3 separate regions of the Sus scrofa genome follow, and all the other regions are linked to region 3. The links are chromatin contacts, called in public Hi-C maps. All regions are on one chromosome and are shown on one strand. The core of a region is the stretch at or near the end of the contact, and the rest is flanking DNA. Distances in the headings are between cores, read along the strand shown. Region 1 holds the start of BAZ1B (tyrosine-protein kinase BAZ1B). Region 2 holds the start of MLXIPL (carbohydrate-responsive element-binding protein). Region 3 holds the start of TBL2 (transducin beta-like protein 2).

Region 1 (3,389 bases), core at 504-3,003, 49 kb before region 3:
AGGATGAGGTACCGGCACTGGATTCTACTCCTGACTCTCATCATTCAGTGTATGACCTTAACAAGTCGGCCTCAACTGTCTGGGCCCACCTGGCCTACTCTGGCAGGAGAACCCACCATCTCCAAGATCCATTTCAGCTCTGAGATGCTACAGTTACATTTCAAGAGCCTTCCTAAAGCACAGACTCACTTTCCAAGTCCCTCTGTACTAAACACCTAACATCCACAATCTGCACTCACACAAGAGCGAGGTTACCCCGTAAAGCATCATATTAAAGAGAAGATCAAAGAGAAATGAAATCAAATGATATGGCTCACACTTGGCGCTTCCTCCTATACCGAGGCAAGCAAACTACTAAGAAATCAAGTTCTTCCAAAGGGAAGGGGGAGATAAAACTAAATAATACATTAGCCTTCACTCTTGAAGCTTTCTATTCACTAAAGAAAGCTTGATTCAGAAATCTTGTTTACACTTAAGCTTCATAAAGGATTTAGCTGGCATCCATTAAAAAAAAGTAAGAGTTGTACGACCTTCAACTACAAGACAAATAAAGCTTGTGAAAGAAATCTTAAGCAATGATTAGAAAGATGCTTCGTACTTAAAACATCAGCCTCGCGTTCCTCAAGCACAGCATAAAAACTTTAAGCGTGTCTTGGTATTTTTTTAAATATTGTTAGAAGACAAATACCTATCTGCTGTACACCGTCAAAATTCCTTATCTGTGCATACCCAGGGAAGAAAAGCATCCGCTCCTCCAAGGTAACTTTTTCCTGCTTTTTCTCTAAGTCTGGAAAATCACCAGTAAGTCCATCACCACCCTAAAGTCCACACGGGGGGAGCAAAACACAAATGCCCCTGCAGAGATTGACGTAGAACGCATCACCAAGATCACGAAGCTGCGCGAGTACAATCCCCAAAACTTAAGAAAAAAAGCAGCAGCAAAGGAAACCCAGTTTCTCCTGCTAATTAGGGCCTAAAACCAAACCCCTGGGAAATTGGTTGGAGGATCGCTCACCGACAGCGAGGCCCGTAGACAAAATGCGGGGTCCGGGAAAGGATGGAGGGCACAGGGCTCCAGAGCGGCCTGAACCCGGCCGGCCAGCCGGCCCTCCCGCCCCCGGAACTGCAGGCTCCGGGCTCAAGCTCCGGGTGCAGGCCCGCCGACGCCGGGCGCGCTGACAGCTGCCACTGGCCCGGGGCTGCGCGGCCCACCCCGCCCCACCCCACCCCGCGGGCGGCCTGGCCAGCGCGGCTGGAAAAGGATACTCCCGGGTGCGGAAGGCCTCCTGAGTGTGCGCGATGGTGAACAGCGGCTCTTCGCCTGGAAGCGGCTTCACCAGCGGGAAGGGCTTGCGGCCCAGGAGCGGCGCCATGGCGGCGGCGTCTGCGGAGGGGAAGACGTAGGCTCTCGGCGAGCCTGCGGCGCAACACTAGGCCCCGCGGCCGGGAGCAAGCGCCAGGCTCCCGGGGTGGGGTGGGGGAGGGGAGGGGTGAGAGGGCGGCGCGAACTCGGCTCCTTCAGGGCCAGCGCCGCCGCGCGAGGGCCATGGAACGGGACGCAAAGGCACAGAACTCCCACGCACACTGCCGCACCGCCCCGAAGCCTCCGGCCAACCTTCGCTACGGGTCCCAGCGTTCAGCAGTCACGACGCGTCCTCAGCTGCACCGGAGGAAATTATTGAAAAATGGCGGGAGATTCCCCTCCTCCCCCCCGCCCGGCCAGCGCACACACTAACTTGCTCCCCTGTGGCGCCGGTGGCGAATGCTCCAATAGGCTGAGAGCTGGTCAGCTCCCAGAGTCTATTGGCTCAGAGGAGCTGCCGCTCGGCCCTTGGGTCCCGCCCCCTTCCCGGGCTGCCTAGTTGGGTTGCAGCGCACTAGAGGGCAGTATGAAGAGGTGAAAGGTCAAGTTATGTAAGCGCCGGTGACAGAAGTGCGGGCCTCCAGCGGCAGGGTTGAAAGTGGGGGATAGCGGGGCACCGAAAGGCCAGGAATTCAAACAGGTCAGGCCAGAGAAGCCCTCTAACATATACAGACACTGCGCCATCTGTCACTGAAGGCGACACCGACATCCGGGCACCACTGTCCGTGCGGTGCGCCGGAGGGGGGAGGGGGAGCGCGCGGCCAGGGGCTTTGTCTTCCCACTCGTGCTCCGCCCCCTTCTTAAAGGCGCCGCTCTCAGCCACGCCCGGGGATGCGCGGGTGGGGCGGATGGGAGGAGGGGTTGGCGGGAAGTAACCCCGAGACTTTGCCCCGCAAAGGTTCGACTGAGGCATAACCTGAGGCCCAACCCTGCTCACCCCAAAGTTAACTTCTGGATGAGAGCGTGGTTGAGATGTGGATATTAATACGATGTTTCTAGTGGCTTGCTGGAAAGGATCGTATCAAAGCTTCTTTAGAAAAATACATTAAAGGATATGGCTATTAAAAATACACTCATTCATTCAAATAGTCTTTACTAGCGCCTGCCGGGTTCAGGACCCTGCGTTGGGTACCATAGGGAAAAAAATAAGACAGAGACTTCCTGAAAAAATAAGACACAAATAATCACAGTTCTCTGTAATGAGTGCTGTACAAAGTGCGCAGTAAGAAAACAGCGGTAACTACACCTAGAGAGTGAGAACAGTTAAGCTGCTTCTCCAAGCAGACTACTCCCACTTAGTTCAAAATCTGTTAGGTTACCCATACAATCAGAAACATAATTATTAATCATTCTTTGCTATTAAATTATCTCCCTTGATTCAGAAACCTTCACTGGCCCCAGAATGTACCTTCCCTGGTTGCTAGTTGTCCCTAAATGGAGGCATGCCGGTGCCAGACCCTTTTCTCCTTTTCTTCTCACCTTGAAAGTGAGGACACTCCCCAGTAAAAAGTAAGTTCTAGGTCAGACGCCTCCTCTGAAGACCTAGCAGAGAAGAGTGCTCATTCTCCTTCAGGAGCCATTTCTTTTAAGAGGATTAGGAGAAACTTTGTCAGAGGATGTGGCATTTGAGTTGATTGTAAAGGGATAAGTAGCACTTCACTAGGCAGAAAAATGAGAAACAAACATCCTAGGCAGAGGGAGCAGCAGGGCGGACTTGGTAAATTGAGGACAATGTGTCTCAAACATAGGGATTCTTTTTTTTTTTTTTTTTTGGCTGCATCCATGGCATTCAGAAATCCCCAGGCCAGGGATCGAATTTGAGCCACGGCAGTTGACAGCACTGAATCCTTAACCAATAGGCCACCGGGGAACTCCTCAGACATATGGATTTGAGGCAGAAAGTATCAAGTCAAGAGAGTGGCAAAGGAAGTCATCATCCCAGCCATAGCCTGTGAGGACTCAACTGAAGTGACTGCTTAGAAGAGAATTGCAGGCGTTCCCGTTGTGGCACAGCAGAAATGAATCC
Region 2 (3,468 bases), core at 217-2,716, 42 kb after region 3:
TTAAGCCTCACTGGGATGGGCCTGAACCCACTGCTCAGGTTCCAGGGCCTGAGGGACCCAGGCCCCTTTTCTGAGGATCTGGGGCCTGGGCAGGAGCTGGCCAGATGCTGAGAGAACTTGGGCAAGATGGAGGCCGGGTAGATCCCTGGCCCCACCTGCCGCCTGATTCAGCTGCATCCTCCCCCTTGCAAAGGACAAGTGAGACCTTGTTTGGAGGGGGCTTCCCTGTCCTTTGAGGCATCCTGTTGTCCCAGTTTATTCTGTCCTTGTTTCCATACCAGTGGCCCAGGAAGCCTCCCTACATCACAGAGGGAGAGCCAGGCCCAGAGAAAGGAAGTAACAAGCCCAAGGTCACACAGCCAGACAGAGACAAGCACCCAAAGCTCCTAAACCAGCCCAGGCTGGACCCCAGCTCCTGGCCCCCACGTGTGGACTCAGGGGACACAGGTGGGGGCAGGGTGGCTGGGAGTCGGCAGGGAGCCCTGGCCTCCCTAAGCCAGACCAGCGTGGGTGGCCTTCACCACTTCCCTAGCCCCTACCTGTTGACTAAAGCCTGGTGGCTGGGAATCCACACGGTTTCTCTGTCCCACCATGACATGTGGCTTCTCCCTGCCCAGCCAGGAGGAGTCTGAGTCCTGGTCCCTCACCCAAGGGCCCACCTGGAACCAGCTTTACTACTAGCACCCACCCCTGCCCAGGGCAGGGGGACGGCAGGGAGGAATGCCCTCCCTCTTGGCTCTCTGGTCCCACACCTAGCTCCAGGGAGAGCCCCGGACCAAGATTCAGTCCCAGCCCAGCCAGTGGGGCCCGGAGGCAGTGGGAGTCCGTGAGTCTCCAGGAAGAGCAGGCAGGATGAGCTCGTCTGGGATTCTTGATCCTGAGCCCTCTCTGGGGTATGAGGTTTCCTCTTCCCTGCACCCCACCCCCGCAGAGGCGCCTGAGTGAAGGGGGGCAGGTACACAAGGTATTAACCCCTGCAGCCCAGCAGAGCCATAGAAGCGCCCCCTCCCCATCTGACAGGTGAGGAGACTGAGATCCAGCATAAGGGAGGCTCTGACTCCCCTTGTGCTAAGCATCTGCCCCCAGTGGACCCCCGTCCGTGCCGCTTACCTGGATTCCGCGGGATTTGCAGGTAAGGGAGCTCTCAACCAGGCCACGGGGTCTCCCCGGGAGGCGTCTGTCCAGGGGAGCACGCGGGATGCTCGGGGCCACAGCCGCTCTCAGCGGCTTCTCTACGCCGGCGGCAGAGGGCTCTGTGCGCTGCGCGACGCCGCGGGCCGGCTTTTAGCAGCGGGTGTGGACGTGGGCACTGCCCGGCCTCCGCCCTCCCGCTCGCTCGGGGTGTCCTTTGCCCCTTGATCCGGTGCCTCCTTCTCTCCTTAGCACGTGGGTGGCAGCCGCTCACCCAGCTGGAGGCCTGTGGGGCAGCCATGGCCCGGGCCCTGGGCCCAGGCTCCTGCCAATCCCCGTCTGGGACCCGCTCGTGCCCGCTCACCTTTAACCCCCCTCTCCGCGGGGGCTTGGAGCCTGGCTCCCAAACCGCGGGCTGGGTTGGAGAAGGGAGGAGCCAGGGGCGTGGAGCCAGGCCCAGGTGGGCAGAGGTGGCGGCAGGACCGCCTCGGTTACTCCCTGGGCTCCAGCCCCTCTTCCAACCTCACGTCCGTCCTGAGTTCCCATCTGGCTCACTGAACCCCATTCATCCCCTGGACGCCAGCTCCATCCGAGGCCCAGCCCTGAGCCACCTCCAAACTTGGCTCTCTCCCGATTTCCCATCGCCCTCACCGACCCCCACTCCCTTCTCTGCGCAGCCCCCGCGGCTTCGCACACATCGCCGCTCCTTACTGAGCCCTCCCCCTCCCCAGCCTCTGCCCTCCCTGGGCTCGCTGCCTCCTGGAAACCCCTTCTGACCTCCTTGCTCTCCTCCGGGTCCCTGCTGCCTCCTAAGCCTCCTCCCTTCCCTGCACCACCCTCCCCCCGCACGCTCTGCCTTGAGCCTCCCTCCCTGAACCCCACGCTCTCTGAAGCCTCTTCCCTCACCCCCTCCTGCCGCCTGGAGCTCACCAACCTCCCTCAGGTGATCTGCCTTCTGGGTCCTCACATTCCTCCTGATGGCCACAATCGTTCCACAAGCACCCTGAACACCCACAGGGTAGCCGCCCAGAGAGAGGACAGGGACAGGCCAGTGGTGGCCCTAGGGTCGGCATCTTGAGAAGGGGAGCGATGAGGACACCCCTACTCCTTCCAAACCCCCATACTCAGTGCCGTCCTGGGGGGCAAGCTCAGCCTTTGTCTGCACACGCTTTCCTCTCCCCATGCTCTTGGCTTGGTCCTGCCGCCTTGGACAGACACCCATTCACGGCCAGAGCTAGGACCCGAGAATGAAATCAGAGGCTGTGTGTGTGTGTGTGTGTGTGTGTGTGTGTGTGTGTGTGTGTGTAAGGGGCCTGGGGCTTGAGCCAGGCAGGGGCATTCATGAACAGGCTCAGCAACCAGAGAAGATACTCATTCCCTCTCCCAGGGCCTCAGTTTCCCTCTACTTAGGGTTGCCAGATTTAGCAAATAAAAATCCAGGAGGCCCAGCTGAATTTGAATTTCAGACAAACTATATGTATATATGTTTTGTCTTTTTAGAGCCGCACCCATGGCATATGGAGGTTCCCAGGCTAGGGGTCTAATCGAAGCTGTAGCCGCTGGCCTATACCACAGCCACAACAATGCCAGATCCAAGCTCAATCTGTGACCTACACCACAGCCCACGGCAATGCCAGATCCTTAACCCACTGAGCAAGGCCAGGGATCAAACTCACAACCTCATGGTTCCTAGTCGGATTCATTTCTGCTGTGCTATGACAGGAACTCCAAGATAAAAATAAATATTTTTTAAGTCTAAGTATGTCCCATGAATATTTGGGGCATTCTTACACTAAAATATTATTCATACTGTTTATCTAAAATTCAGATTTAACTGAGCATCCTGGATTTAACCCACCCATATTTAAAACAGGGGTGTTTGGACAAGTCTTCTCTCTCCAGGCTCCCTCTTAGCTCCAGCCACACCTATGGAAAAATGTCAGATTGACCTGGAATTAGTCTGGAGGTGGTTATAACCCTTGCAGAACAAGAGGATAGCAGTGAAGATGAGAAGCAGGATGGAGGGATGGCTGTGGTCACAGGGCCTCACCTTGGAGAAAGACAGTGGGAAGAAGTTCCTTAAGGCAGTCCAATCCTGGAAGGCTTCCTGGAGGAGGAGGATGTTCATTGTTACTTTGCTGCTGAGAAAGAAGAGAGGCGAGTTAGATGGCCGCTGGTGAATGACTCCTCCCCTGTTAATGGAAACTGAGTAAGTTTGGGGTCTTCCTTGTTTTTTGGTTTTTGGTTTTGTTTGATTTTGTTTTTCTTTTTTGGCTGTCCTGGGGCACATGGAGTTCCTGGGCCAAGATTAGATCCGAGCCAGAGTTGCAACCTATC
Region 3 (3,443 bases), core at 325-2,824:
TGGCATTGCTGTGGCGGAGGTTGGCGGCTACAGTTCTGATTCGATCCCTAGCCTGGAAGCTTCCATATGTCACAAGTGCTTTTTAGCCCTAAAAAGCAAAAAGAAAAAGAAAAAAGAAAGGAAGGAAGAAAGGACAGAAGGAAAAAAAGGCTTCCTTTCTGGGCTGACACAGCTCAGTGGGTACAGAGTATGGCCAGTGGAATGCAGATACTTTGCCAGGTATCTCCAAGTAGGGAATAATGTGCCCAATGGAATCTGGTGGCCCTGGTCCTGGGTAAGTTACTTAATTGCTAAGGGCCAAAAGGAAAGTGGAGAACTGGGTGAGATAATCTATACAAAATGACAGGTGGAGTACCCAACACAAGCATGAAAAGGCACAAAGGAATCCCAGGGACGAGAGGTAGCCAACATGGGTTGAGGACCTGCTCTGTGCTGGAAATGGTGCCCGTCGCTTTTGTATAAAATAGCTAATTTAATTGAGAATCAAGCCAGGAGCAAAGCTGGCAGGTGTTAGATCACTCCAGATGCTCCTCAGTTCCTACAGCCAGAAAACTCCTGAGGCCACATACAGAGTCTAATCTGCCCTCTTGCTTGCCTCTCCAGCCTTGTCTACTAAGCCCTCTCCTCTCCCCTCCCACTACCGTCAAATCAAATGCTGTTTCAGGACTCCCTGGCTTCATGCGTATTGCCACTGCAAGAATTTTCTCCCTCTCTTGGTGTCCCGGCAAACTCTGACACGCCTATCCTTCAAGACCCCACCTCACGGGTTCCCTACCTGCTCCCCCACCCCCACCGAAAAAAGGAGGGCCGGCGACTCCCACCCTTGGGCTTCCTGTTTCTAGTACTGACCTTCCTATGAAACCTACCACACTACAATTTTCACTTACATTTTCGGACATTCTTCCTTACCCGACAGGGGACTCCCTAAAGGAAAAGACCCCAAAGCCTACAGAGGCAGTAGGTACTTAGTATACCGGGGAATCAGAGCGTTCACAAACGAATGCCCGCCCCCTCCACCCCTTTTTCATAAAATAACGACCAAGGGGCGCGCTGGAGAGTTTACTAGCGCTCCCGCAGCGGCCCCGGGGAAAAGCTGCGGCTCGGAGGGAAGGCGGCTTGGTCTCGGCCACGAAGACCGCGGCCACGCGGGACCCAGGTTCTAGTAGGTCGTAAGGGCGAGACCAGCCGGGCATGGAGTCGCCTCGTCTCCGGATGCGAAACTCAGGTCACAACAGGAGAAACTGAGGCCCAGGGAGGGGGTGGGTCTCTGGGACCCCCGCAGGCCCAACCTGCAGGTCGGACCCCGAGGAGGCCGGGAGCGAGGTCCCCGCGGGTCGCCCCTACCCGCCCCCGTGCCACTAACCGACGGGCCGGCCGGTCTCTTCCTCTGCGCGCAGCCACCCTCGCGCTACCGCCGCTGTCGCCATCAGGGCCAGCAGCCCGAGTAACAGCGACAGCCCCATCAGCTCCGGCATCTGCGGAAGCTCCATGTTTTCAGGGCCGATGCCACCTCAGCCTCTGGCTTCCCGGGCGCCTGCACGTTTCCGCGGGGCCGCGCGCGCACGCGGGGCGGAGCCTGGCCGTTGGCGCGTCCTGAGGGGCGGGGCGGGATCGCTGAAGCGCCCCGAGGGGCGTGGCCTGAGTTCCCCCCCTCCTTGAGAGGCGGGGCCTGAGCGCTGGGCGTCTAAACCCACTTTTTTTTTTTTTTTTTTTGCTTTTTATTTTTTTTTTTATTTTTTTATTTTTTGTCTTTTGTCTTTTTTTTGTTGTTGTTGTTGTTGTTGTTATTGTTGCTATTTCTTGGGCCGCTCCCGCGGCATATGGAGGTTCCCAGGCTAGGGGTTGAATCGGAGCTGTAGCCACCAGCCTACGCCAGAGCCACAGCAACTCGGGATCCGAGCCGCGTCTGCAACCTACACCACAGCTCACGGCAACGCCGGATCGTTAACCCACTGAGCAAGGGCAGGGACCGAACCCGCAACCTCATGGTTCCTAGTCGGATTCGTTAACCACTGCGCCACAACAGGAACTCCTATTTTTTTTAATTTTTTTAAATTTAAGTTTTTGGTTTTTTAGGGGCCACACCCATGGCATATGAAGGTTCCCAGGCTAGGGGTCGAATTGGAGCTGTAGCCACTGGCTTACACCACAGCCACAGCAAGGACAGAACCAAGAGGGTCTGCGACCACAGCTCACCGCATGATGGGATCCCTAACCCACTGAGAGGCCAGGGATTGAACCTGCGACCTCATGGATACTAGCCAGATTCGTTTCTGCTGCGCCAGGATGGAAACTCCATTAATTTTTTTTTTTTTTTTTTTTTTTTTTTGGCTTTTTAGGGCCACACCTGCTGCACATGGAAGTTTCCAGGCTAGGAGTCCAATAGGAGCTATACCTGCTGGCCTACACCATAGCCACAGCACTCTGGGATCCAAGCCGTGTATGTGACCTACACCACAGCTCACAGCAACACCAGATCCCTGACCAACTGAACAAGGCCAGGGATTGAATTTGCATCTTTATGGATACTAGTTGGGTTCGTTACCACTGAGCCACAAGGGGACCTCCCAGACCCGCTTTGTAAGGGAGTCTGGCTCTTGAGGCTCTGTGACAGTGGAGAATAGCAGGCAAGAGATGCAGACTCTGCTCAAGCGTCCCCTTGAATAATTAGTTATTAAAGGCATTTTTCCAGCCATCATCATGCTGGATTCTTTCAAGGAGGCAAGGGAGTGATTATCACTCCCATTCAACTGGTGGGAAAGTCTTCTTAGTATCAGGAGAAATTCAGATGGACTTTGAATGGAGAGGGGAAAGGGTAGTTCTGCAGTTAGGGGGTGGGACAGCAGGAAGGTGAGCCGGAGGATGGTGTGTGGAGGCAGGACATGAGCAAAATAAAAAGCAGGTAAGACTGGAGAGGTCTGGAAGGCCTGGAGTGTCGTCCGCTCAGTCCAGCAGAGAGAGGCCTCTGCTGGTTATCTCAGGCTGACGTGGCTCAAAATCCATGTATTGAAGATTCTCTGAATGGACTAGTTTGTGCCAAGACCAAAGACAGAAGGAAAACCAAGAGGTGGTTGCAAGGATGCCGGAGGGAGGTGATAAGAGCCTGGACTTGGGGTATTCTGGGAGTAGAAAGGAAGTTGAAAGGAGATTTTTTAACAAGACAGTTTTGTTTTTGTTTTTTTTACCTTTTTTCAGCCACACCCACAGGATGTGAAAGTTCCTGGGCCAGGGATCAAACTCACACCACAGCAATGACAACATGGATCCTTAACCACTGAGCCACCAGGGAATTTCAAGAAGATTCTTTCAATTTTTTTATAACTATCTATATTCATTTACTAATAGATAGAAGACTGTGAGTTCCCATCAGTTGTTTAACAGGAAATATTTCATTTTGGTTTTCTCTGTTTCCATAATTGTATTCTCTACCAATGAGACTCGCT

Evidence for each region. A called contact is a pair of places that touch in the nucleus more often than the background predicts.
Region 1: a contact with region 3 is called in a Hi-C map of embryonic fibroblasts, with 1.7 times the contacts expected there. The contact joins the promoter of BAZ1B here to the promoter of TBL2 in region 3. A contact is called at or near these places in 1 of 5 promoter capture datasets (liver), 6 of 47 Hi-C or Micro-C datasets (alveolar macrophages, embryonic fibroblasts, epiblast stem cells and 3 more) and 1 of 2 datasets of contacts at active chromatin or transcription factors (alveolar macrophages).
Region 2: a contact with region 3 is called in a Hi-C map of liver, with 4 times the contacts expected there. The contact joins the promoter of MLXIPL here to the promoter of TBL2 in region 3. A contact is called at or near these places in 5 of 47 Hi-C or Micro-C datasets (embryonic fibroblasts, liver, omental adipose tissue and 1 more).

Annotation. Positions count from the first base shown.
Region 1 is chr3:10,842,165-10,845,553 of Sscrofa11.1, forward strand. It overlaps BAZ1B (tyrosine-protein kinase BAZ1B), which reads right to left and starts at 1,754. Exons shown (of 21, transcript XM_021086315.1): 1 at 1,616-1,754; 2 at 1,267-1,384. The coding sequence starts at 1,373.
Region 2 is chr3:10,932,791-10,936,258 of Sscrofa11.1, forward strand. MLXIPL (carbohydrate-responsive element-binding protein) reads right to left here and starts at 1,467. Exons shown (of 15, transcript XM_021086328.1): 1 at 1,111-1,467. It overlaps LOC102163947 (a long non-coding RNA gene), which reads right to left. Exons shown (of 5, transcript XR_002342320.1): 4 at 3,182-3,269; 5 at 2,823-3,057.
Region 3 is chr3:10,890,859-10,894,301 of Sscrofa11.1, forward strand. TBL2 (transducin beta-like protein 2) reads right to left here and starts at 1,575. Exons shown (of 12, transcript XR_002342318.1): 1 at 1,364-1,575.